3 separate regions of the Mus musculus genome follow, and regions 1 and 3 are each linked to region 2. A link is a contact called in public HiChIP or PLAC-seq and promoter capture Hi-C data. All regions are on one chromosome and are shown on one strand. The core of a region is the stretch at or near the end of the contact, and the rest is flanking DNA. Distances in the headings are between cores, read along the strand shown. Region 1 overlaps Baz1a (bromodomain adjacent to zinc finger domain 1A). Region 2 holds the start of Prorp (protein only RNase P catalytic subunit). Region 3 overlaps Ralgapa1 (Ral GTPase activating protein, alpha subunit 1).

Evidence for each region. Promoter capture Hi-C pulls out the DNA fragments that hold promoters and counts their contacts. HiChIP or PLAC-seq counts read pairs in DNA pulled down with a chosen protein or histone mark.
Region 1: a contact with region 2 is called in an H3K4me3 HiChIP or PLAC-seq map of stem cell-derived neural progenitor cells, with 2.8 times the contacts expected there. The contact joins the enhancer-like site here to the promoter of Prorp in region 2. A contact is called at or near these places in 9 of 39 promoter capture datasets (the 3T3-L1 cell line, the C10 cell line, embryonic stem cells and 6 more), 1 of 484 Hi-C or Micro-C datasets (nephron progenitors), 10 of 115 datasets of contacts at active chromatin or transcription factors (the SCID.adh cell line, embryonic stem cells, extraembryonic endoderm stem cells and 4 more) and 3 of 9 other capture datasets (adipose tissue, embryonic stem cells and liver).
Region 3: a contact with region 2 is called in a promoter capture Hi-C map of embryonic stem cells, with 2.1 times the contacts expected there. The contact joins the enhancer-like site here to the promoter of Prorp in region 2. A contact is called at or near these places in 9 of 39 promoter capture datasets (the 3T3-L1 cell line, the C10 cell line, embryonic stem cells and 4 more), 1 of 15 datasets of contacts at CTCF or cohesin (the NIH/3T3 cell line), 1 of 484 Hi-C or Micro-C datasets (myocytes), 4 of 115 datasets of contacts at active chromatin or transcription factors (astrocytes, embryonic stem cells and trophoblast stem cells) and 4 of 9 other capture datasets (adipose tissue, liver, macrophages and 1 more).

Annotation. Positions count from the first base shown.
Region 1 is chr12:54,946,378-54,949,780 of GRCm38.p6, forward strand. It overlaps Baz1a (bromodomain adjacent to zinc finger domain 1A), which reads right to left. Exons shown (of 27, transcript NM_013815.2): 5 at 425-526. Among named protein-coding and RNA genes, the nearest start is that of Gm51983, 23 kb to the right of the region's middle. Within about 2 kb of position 2,079, at least 7 of the 459 cell types and tissues checked have an H3K27ac peak or open chromatin away from gene starts, as enhancers often do. A contact at or near this core is called in stem cell-derived neural progenitor cells, where this site is marked.
Region 2 is chr12:55,301,215-55,304,279 of GRCm38.p6, forward strand. It overlaps Prorp (protein only RNase P catalytic subunit), which reads left to right and starts at 1,423. Exons shown (of 7, transcript NM_025373.1): 1 at 1,423-3,065. The coding sequence starts at 2,694. Ppp2r3c (protein phosphatase 2, regulatory subunit B'', gamma) reads right to left here and starts at 1,786. Exons shown (of 14, transcript NM_021529.4): 1 at 1,701-1,786; 2 at 1,380-1,581. The coding sequence starts at 1,437.
Region 3 is chr12:55,664,942-55,668,444 of GRCm38.p6, forward strand. Ralgapa1 (Ral GTPase activating protein, alpha subunit 1) reads right to left here. Exons shown (of 42, transcript NM_001368814.1): 36 at 612-735. Among named protein-coding and RNA genes, the nearest start is that of Insm2, 68 kb to the left of the region's middle. Within about 2 kb of position 1,975, at least 13 of the 459 cell types and tissues checked have an H3K27ac peak or open chromatin away from gene starts, as enhancers often do. A contact at or near this core is called in adipose tissue, embryonic stem cells and stem cell-derived epiblast-like cells, where this site is marked.

The DNA.
Region 1 (3,403 bases), core at 829-3,328, 350 kb before region 2:
CGACAAGCTGTCCTCTGATCTCTGTGTTACACGGCATGTGTGTACACACGCACACACGCAAACAGTCAATGTTTAAAAGCCCTTTGTTTTGTTTTGTTTTGTTTTGAAAAAAAATAGGATCTCAAACTGCAGGTGATGGTGCACATATTTAATCCGACCACTCAGGAGGCAGAGGCAGGGAATCTTTGTGAGTTTGAGGGCTGGGCTACAAATCAAGTTCCAGTCTAGTACACAGAGGAACGCTTTTCAGAACTGCACCCTGAGCCTCCCAACTCCTCCAGAAGAAAAGCAGGTGGCACCTCTGCCTCAGGGTCTACCTAATCCAACACTTTAAAAAAAGATTACCTGAGTGAAATGTGGGGCAGAAGGGAAGAGAGAACAATTAAAACTTATTTTACGGCTAATGCCAAGTACTGAGTTTTACCTGATTTGTGTTGCTTTAACAACAGCAGACTCATACATCTCCTTTTTAGTGGGCTGAACCCTGTATCTGAATAATAAGGGATCGATTGCATCTTTCTTCTTCCTAAAAAGAAGAGGGGAACAGACCCAAATCAGTTAGTCCTTTGGAAACATGAGGTCCTTAAAGTTTCATTTCTTTGCGCATTGTTGTAATAGAATCTTTCCTTTTTTCTTTTTCTTTTGAAACAGGGTCTCTCATATGTAGTTCTAGCTGGCCTTGAACTCAGAAAGAGCAGCCTGCCTCGAAGGTATGCTCTACTATGCCAGATATAATACAAGCTTATGTGGTTTTATTTTAACTTAAGGGTTTTTTTGTAAGTTACATAGCCTTTCCACATTGTACTAGACAAAGCACTGTAAGGCATAACTTAATCTAAGGTAGGCATTTTAATTATCCATTCAATAAAATTTCCTCTGGTAAAATTGGAATTAATTAATAAATTAGCTGGAAATAAATTAGTACTTAGTACCATTTAGGTTAGAATTTGAGACAGGGTCTCAGATAATCTGGGCTGGCTTTGAGCTCATTACATAGTGAAGGATGATATAGAACTTACTACATAGCTGAGGGTATCTTAACCCTGGACCCCCCTGCCTTCCCCTTCCAATGCAGTATTATAGGCATGTGCCACCTATTCCAGCTGGTTGGGGAATTGAACACATCTTTATGCATGCTAGGTAAGTATTCTACCAATTGAGCTATCCCCAGCTCTTTTGTCAGAAAAGTTTGGAAAAAAAAATGTCAAAGGAAGATAAAGGGAAAGTGGGCCCAGAGGCACACTGCCTGCAGTCCCAGTGCTAGGGAAGCAGGTGTGAGGGTCAGAAGGCCAAAAGTTAGCCTAAGGGACACAGGAGTTGCAAGCTAGCCTGGGAATCTGAAAAAGAAAATGGAAATAGAAAGTTATTGTAATTGCTTTTAAATTTTCTTCATAGTGCCAAACCAGGCCTGGTGTTTGGGGCCTGTATTCAGGAAACTGAGACATAAGTTCAAGGCTATAAAAAGTAAAAATTATAGTCAATATATACTTTAAAAAAGGAAGTATGGGTCAGTGGCAGGATATCTGTCTAGTTCAAGCACACACAAAAAAGGCAAAGAAACCACACAGTTAATCTCCATTCTAACTACCTTCTCACTCACCTTTGGGGTGTATCTATTCACTCACCACCTTCACTCAGCAGTGGAAAGCCTACAGTACACTAGATACTATTTGTAATGACAAAGGTCAGCAACCTCTAGAATTGAAATGATGGGCAATGCAAGCAAGCAAAACAAACAAACGAACAAAAACCCACCCAAAACCCTAACAACAAAAACCCCACTACCTTATATGAGCAGTGATACTTGATAACTGACTAGCTAGGCCTTCTAGGAAGTTAGTATTTAAAGAGGTGTGTGTGGTGGTAATGGTGGGGGAATGAGGAACAACCCATGAGCAAATCTTAGAACACCTTCAGAGGAAGAAGAAACACTGAAGAACCTGAGGTAAAAGTGTGCACGCTTAGCACAAGAAGCAGTCAGTATCAGAGGAGAAAGGAGATGCATTCAGCCAGAGGTGGTGACAATACAACTAATGGAGCTTTGCTGGAGCCTTTTCATTAAAGCTTCCTTTGGGATAAAATCCTGACTGCATTCTTTCTAAGGAAGCATGACGACCAGCCAGAGAGCAACAGAAACAGTTCCTATTACAACTTACCCACCAAATAGGAAGACTATTCAGCTGACTTCCCTCTGTGTTACTTTCCTCTCTTGCTACTCCATGTCTAGGTCTACACAGAGGAGAAATTTCCCTGAACTTAAGTATCTCAATCGTAGCTGCTGATCCCCCACCAGCAAAGAACTGACAAGGGCAGGTCTGTTTCTATTTGTACAGTGACATCTTAACACCAAACGTACTTCTCGGTGTTAAATCACTGGCCCAGTTAGTCAGCCCTCTATACCAGAAGATTCCAGGCGTGGTGGTGCATGTCTGTACTCCCAGCCCTTTGAGGCTGGGGCCAATGGAGTTGTATGAGTTCAAGGCCAGCCTGATCGAACATAAGGAGCTCCAGGCATAGTGAGACCATGACTCAAAAAAACAAGTATTTGGGGTGGGGGGGTATGTTCATCTGTACTAAGGATACAGAACATTTTTCTCTGCCACTATTCTCTAAACAGTACAGTCTAATGCTAGTTACAGAGCACGTACAGTTTATCTGAAATTACAAGTCGTCTATGGACGAGTTAAGTACACGTGTCTATGCAAATACTGTGCACTTCCTAAGGAGCTCTACTGAGCACCTACAACTTCTTTATTTGAGGAAAAGGGTGGTAGTAAGTTCCTGGAAATTTTCCATGGATACTGGGACAATTCATTCCATTTACTAACAACAAAATTGTTTCTCTCTCATATGCATGTGTATATATATCTATATCTATCTATCTATATATACACAATATAATTTTTACTAAAAAGCAATGTATTTATATTTGATAAAGGGGAAAAACTAAAATTTCAATAGTCTAGAAGTAACCAAAAAAAATCTACTGTATTTTCAATATAAAGTTTCTTTTTAAGAAATTATCAAGTTATGTTCACTACAACTCTTCTGCAATGAGAACCCATAAATGAGTACTGTTTCAGCATAGACAGCTATTTACAATAATACTCACACATACATATTATATTTAATGTCCACCTCAGCTTACATATTACACTTTCATGCACAGAACTACAAATAACAAAATGATTAGGATCAGTTCTTTCAAAATATCTTTGCTGAGATGGCTGAGCAGGTAAAGGTGTTTGCTATCATCAAGCCTGACTTCAGCCCTGTGGCCCACATAGAAGGAAAGAACTAATCCGGCAAGGTGTCCTCTGATTTTACATACAATCTCCCCCACACACAGACAAAAGACCACATCATCTTAACTAACAATCCAGTTATCATGACATCAGAGTAT
Region 2 (3,065 bases), core at 173-2,672:
TGCTCTCCCCACCGCTCCCCTCTATGCCCGTCTATACTGCTGGTCAGATTCAGTCTGGACCTTTCTAGTCTGAACTCTCCCTCATATCTACAATAAAGGCTTCCCCTCAACCCTAGGTAAGCCCTGACCTCATTTACATTCGACAGGCAACACTCAAAAATGGTACACGCGCATACATGCAGGCTGTTACATGTTTGTTAGTGGCAATGGAAATGATGGAGGAGAAAAGGCAAAGTAAACAATGTAAGAGAGAGGAGAACACAGAAGAGAAGCCATCGAGTATATGAAAAGGAATGCAATCCAGTGAGGGACTTCAGGGACTCAAGTCCAATACACAGTTCTTAATAGAGACAGGGTTTCTCTGTGTAGCCCTGGCTGTTCTGAAACTCCCTGTAGACCACACTGGTCTCCAACTCAGAGATCCACCTGCCTCTGCCTCTCAAGAGCTGGGGTTAAAGCCACGTGCCACCACTACCTGGTGACAATACATTCTAAAGGTGAAGGTTGGTTGTAAGGATATATACCTAAGACCTGAGTGAAATGGTAACTGGAAACAGTTGAGGCTCTCCTTTATAAACTGCCTCTACTTCCTCTTTAAGATATATATATTTGAAAAATATGCTCATCGATTTAAGGTGAACAGTGGAGGGCAGACTGGAGGTTTGGGAAGATGAGCGGAATTAAGTGTAGAAAAGCAAACGCTCTTCTTGCAGATGCCACCAAAACAGACACTTCACCTTAGAACTCACCATGGTTTGGGTGTTCTTCTTTGTTTGAGTCTAGCCTTTAATGGCTGAGCCATGCCTACAACCAGGTTCTGTTTTTCTTTAGCCAATCGCAGCTGCCTGGGTGCTGGTGTGGAGCTGGAAGGATTTTACCAGACTGGAAAGCAAGTGTGAAGGACCAAGGAACGAGCAATGTAAAACGGATTCATGAAATTTAAAATGGAGGGTTAAGTGAAAGAGAGTTAAAAGGTGGCAGGGACTCGGGAGGCAGGAACAAAAAGGGTCAATAAGTCAAGTCTAGCCTCGGCTAGATGATAAAACGCTATTTCTAGGGAAGGAAAAAAACCTATAAGGATGAATTATAGGTCTTGAAAAGATTGAAGGTTTGAACCAAGGTTCGTAAGTCTGGTTCGTAAGTCTAAGATCGTGGAAAACTGAGGTCACCGTTATGCTCTCATTCCTAGCAGGGCATTTACCAGGGAAGTTTGGGTCACCCCTTGGTAGATCTCCAAAGCACATTCCACTCTGACTCCTTTGTCAGAGAAGTTTAACAGACAAAAGTACAGCTCTCACTAGCTCCTCCACCCTATCCACCCTGTCCGCCACTTCTAGCCTGGGGCGGGCTATCTAGAGGGCGGTCCCTCTCAAACTCACTCTTTGGATCCGTGTTGGGCGACGCTAACCGCCGGCGAAGCACGTCTTTCCAGTCCATGGTTGACTCCCGCTCAGAGGACCCTACATTTGCAGTTTGTTAAGAGCTCCACCCACTGCCAGCCGCGACGTCAGACTTCGCCAAGACAGGTGGAAGTTAATTAGGACGCCTGGACGCCATCTTGGGCACGGGCGGAAGCCTTGGCTACAAAGGAAAAAAAGAAAAAAGGAAAGGAAAGATGCTGTAGCTATTCCGGATACGGCGATCACGCTAGCATGGACGAAAATCAGACATGAAGTAGATGAAAAAATTATCCTTCTTACGGAGGTGTCGCAGCTCACCAAGCCGGATTTCTAAAGGCCAGAAGAAGCCTGCGTGACTTCTTCGCTTGGGCATTTAGCGCGTGCGCGCCACAGGTTACGGGACTCCATTGCCATTTCCGAATTGAGAAAAGCATTTTCGTCACATTTTGTTCTTTCTCTGGAAACCTTAACCGTTCCTACGATGTAATAGACGCAGCGGTATCCAGCCCTCTCGGATACTAAAAGTTTCAAAATTATCCTGGTTTGTTTATCTTCTCAGTACTCAACAGAACCCTGGAATTCAAGCGCTCCAGGCCCCAGCACCACGTTCAGCGCGGTGCGTTGTGGGTATTGTAGTTTTCACCGCGTTTATGGTTCCTTTAAGCATGAGTGGCGTGGTGAGTTGTTTAATGAAGTGAACTTCGTTTGTCGACCCTCCGTACAGTTAAGTCTGAGCTCTTTCTGGACCTCACTTCCTTCCCTATGATGTTTATGCTGCATTTCCATGGCCCCTCTTCTCCGAAGAGTTTTGCGGCCCGGAGAGAGTTGTGAAGAGCAAGGGACCCTAGACTGGCTTTTCTTGCTACTGCTGGGGCTGCGATTGGTGGTTCCTGTTCGTTGTTATTTATTTCCCTGTTCTAGCTCCTTTGGTATCCCGCCCCTCTTCGGGACCATCATAATCCACACGAGTCAAACTGGGAGTCCATGTGCTTTTTCCTCAGATTCGAAAATTGGAAGGTAACAGGCACTTCAGGATTCCCGTTCCGCCTTCTGGTTTAGGGATTGCTACTGGTGTTGGACGTCTTTGGATCCTTATTTAATAAATAGAACACGTGTGCTTTCCTTACCATTACATCGCTCCAAACACATAGTCTTGATTTGTTTGTAACGGAGAAACAAAAAAAGTCTCACTTTCAAGAACTGCGCTTCCATATCCTCGGGCCCCCAATACCTTAATTTTACGTAGTGGAGTGAAACTGTTTTATTTTTAAGTTTCATTCAACTCACTGCAGCATGACCTTCTATTTGTCTGGTTTTCGGAGCATCCCGAAACTTTGGAAGAGCAACCCTTACTTTGAGCTAGGCCCTGCGACCTCTTCTACCCCCTTCTTTCTCTGTGCCATCGGGAACCAACAAAGATGGTTTTCTGTTAAACCTACTACCCCTCCAAATAGCAAAGCACTCAATCTACTGGATACCAAAGCTAGGACACACAGGAAAGGGAATGACAACAATGGGCAGGTTTCTTCTGATCCTCATTACTTCGCTGCTGGAGCAGCTAAGAAGAGGTCCCACATAGGTGCTAACCCTCAGAATCAAGGTCATGCCTTGCCCGTGAGAAGCTCTGTCCAACTTCCAACTAAACCTTTGAATTCCGCAGAGTGG
Region 3 (3,503 bases), core at 725-3,224, 360 kb after region 2:
GAAGTGCCAGCCCTCTGTAAGTTTATAGTCTAGTGCAATGGTCTTCAACAACTTTACCAGATACCCTCAGTACAAATTCTGTGCAATAACTGTCAACTCTAAGAAAAAAAATCATTGTAACTTTAAATGGCTACCAAGGATATTATTTCAACTATGCTACATTAAATATATACTCATCAAAATCAAAGTCACTTGTTGAATCTGGAGTTTGTGGAGTTGGCAAGTGGGATAGTTAGTAAGCACTCAGAATTTGTTTGTTTCTACTCCCCCAGTGCTGGGGAATTTCTGCCACTGTGCCTGGCTTTTACATGGGTGTTTTGGATCCAAACTCAGGTCTTCAGGCTCACTGGGTAAGCAATGAACTAACCGATCCATCTTCCCAGTCCTTCTTGTTACTGGTTCTTAAACAGTATAGCTCAGCAGTGCAATATATAGTATTTAGACTACTAGGCATAAGTAACTTTAAATTACTTTAAATTATACAGTAGGATATACATTGTTTTATATAAGTATTCCAATATTTTATATGAGGGATTGATTGGTTTCTGATATTTGCAGATTGATATTGTGATCAAGGGCTAAATATAAAACAATGGCTGGTATAACAATACCTCCCAACCAAGGCCAGCTACAAAATCTTCATATGCTTGGCTTCCTCCTATATTGGTGAGAATGGAGTATTTATCTTCTTGTCCTTCAGCAACGTAAAATACTGCAATCTTGTGTGTCTCTCGGCTACAAAACAAAAAAAATTATACCATTCATTTTTGTTTGCTCATTAAATTTTATGTACAGAGTCTATAGGAGTAAGAATATGAAAAAGACTCAGATGCTACAACCTACAAAAGGAGACACATAATTGCAATAGAAATAAAAAAGTCCTAAAAGTGACAAAATTGCACGGCTACTGCTGATGGGAGAATTAAAGAGCACCTAAAGCAATACTGAATTAGGTAAAGGTCTGTGTGTGGGCGGGATAGATAAAACGAGAAGGACAAATCACTAAGGAGTTACCACTGTGCAGTGTGGCTGACTCTCAGGGTTAAAGCAACTGTTTTAGAACTAAGTAACCATCAGTAAAGAGTGTATTTCCCCAAACTGCATCTAACAACAGAAGAAACACACAAAACTGCATGGATTAGTTCCCAAATTCTTGGACAATTAACTTTTAGTTTTTTCTAAATTAAAAAGTGTTTATAATTGCAAACTTATAAGAAGTCTGGCAACCCAAGCTAACTAGTCCATTTGTCTTTGGTGAATATAGGCAAACTTTAGGACCAAAAAACCAAAAAAGATGGATTCATACATATTTCCTGATTTCAGAATTGGACCAGATGTATTTTGGTTTTGTTGTTGTCGTCGTCAAATTATTGAAGTAGCAGCAACAACAGCAGCAACAGAATTAGAAGAAGAAGAGGAAGAAGAGGAAGAAGAAGAAGAAGAAGAAGAAGAAGAAGAAGAAGAACAACAACAACAACAACAAGGTTCATAGCCAACAACAAACAGATATAAACTATAGGATTTCAAGCTGGAGTCTGATAGCCAGATTTTTAAAGTATTTTGAAGTTAAGTCATGACTGTAGGTTTCCATGTCAGCAACAAAGAAGCTTCAGCAAGTTTCTATCGCTTGCTGAAAAAGGAGGATTTCCAGAATTATAGAGTATAAATCTGGATGGCCTTAAAAAAGTAAAGTAAAACCCAATTTAACTGGTGAAAACATTTTTTTAAAAAAAAAAACCTAGCACTTTAAAAGTGCTATGTCCTAAAGGCATATAGAAACAGAAAATCTTCATTCACGAGAATCTACTAAATTTTGGTAAAAGCAGTCACTGTTGTTGGCTGCTTTCCCCTACACTCCAGCTCACAGCTCCGTTCTATGGCTCCTGTGTTTTGCATTCTCCTCAGGCTGAGCAGAGAGGTTCCTTTCTCCCAAGCTTTCAGTCTGGAGTAAAGGTTACTGGTGGGAGTTACTACTGTTGCATAACTTCATGTTACAGAGGCGCTGGGCTAGACCTTCTGTGTCTAAGCTCCCCATCTTTAGCACAGAAGCTCTAGATGAATATCGCCACCTAAAGCTTGAAGCGGGACGAGTGCAAGTTCTGCTAGGAGTAGTAAGTTAGGAAGACCAGGGATTTCCAACTCTTCTGCAACTGCAAAGTATGATTATCATTCTAGGTAAAGCTAGGCCTAACCCTAGCTTAGGTATAGCGGTACACAAGTGATGTCCAGGGTAAAAGGCAGGTTTCAAGGACAATGAACTTAGCTTAGTTCTGAACAGGAATTTGGAGTAAAGCACGAAGGAGAAGCTGGCAGCTCTATGACAGACACATGTGAACAGCAAAGCAGCCAGAAGTTAACAAGAACCAGAAAAAAAAAATAGACTGCTAAGAATTTCCTAGGATTAAAATTTTTGAGATCGGTGGGTATTGTGGATAGCCCTGGGGCTAATTATATTTGACGTTAATTCAGTTCTCTTGTGAGTGGATGCAAACAAGGAATGACTCAGTACTCAGGTGATTTCCAGTAAACCTGCTTTCCACCTTAATTTGTAAAATAAAGGAGAGCTGATGATTGGGCAGATAAAAGGGAAGGTGGAGTGAAGGTGAAGAGAGGAGGGAGAGGAGGAAGAAGAGGAGGAGGAGGAAGAGGAGGAAGAGGAAGAGGAAGAGGAAGAAGAAGAGGAGGAGGAGGAAGAGGAGGAAGGGGAAGGGAAAAGGGAAAAGGGAAAAGGGGAAGGGGAGGAGGAGAAGGAGGAGGAGGAGGAGGAGCGGAACAGAAGCACATGGCCTGGAGAAACCTCAAGTTCTAAGGGGTCTCATAGATGTGGAAGATGGTAGTGTAGCGGTAGATCTGCCCAATCTAGGCACACAGCATGTATTCATATTAACTGTGTTGTGTTTTCATTGTTGGGGCATATTTGGGATGGAGTTTTACCGCAACAGGTGGGTGGCCCCATCCCTCAATGTAGGGACCACTGGATATGGTCTCTACAGATTCTATCTCCCCTCTGTTGGATATTTTGGCTAATGTCCTCTTTGTTGTGTCCTGGGAACCTCTTGCTTCCCTGGCATCTGGGACTTTCTGGTGGCTAACCCCAGTTCTCCATTCCCTACTGCTATACAACTCTGTTCAATTTCCTGACCCTCTGTGCACCTCCCCCCGTCTTCTCCCACACCCGATCGTGTACACCCCCCCCCCCCAATACTTGAATTATTCCTGTCTAAAGGAAATGCAGGGACAAAGAGTGGAGCAGAAACCCAAGGAAAGGCTTTCTAGAGAATGCCCCACCTAGGGATCCAACCCATCTGCAGACACCAAACCCAGACACTATTGCTGATGCCAAGAAGCACCTGCTGACAGGAGCCTGGTATAGCTGTCCCCTGAGAGGCTCTGCCAGGGCCTGACTAATACAGATGCAGATGCTCATAGTCGACCATCAGATTGAGCAGAGGGACCCCAATGGAAGAATTAGGGGAAGGACTGAAGGAGCTGAAGGGGTTTGC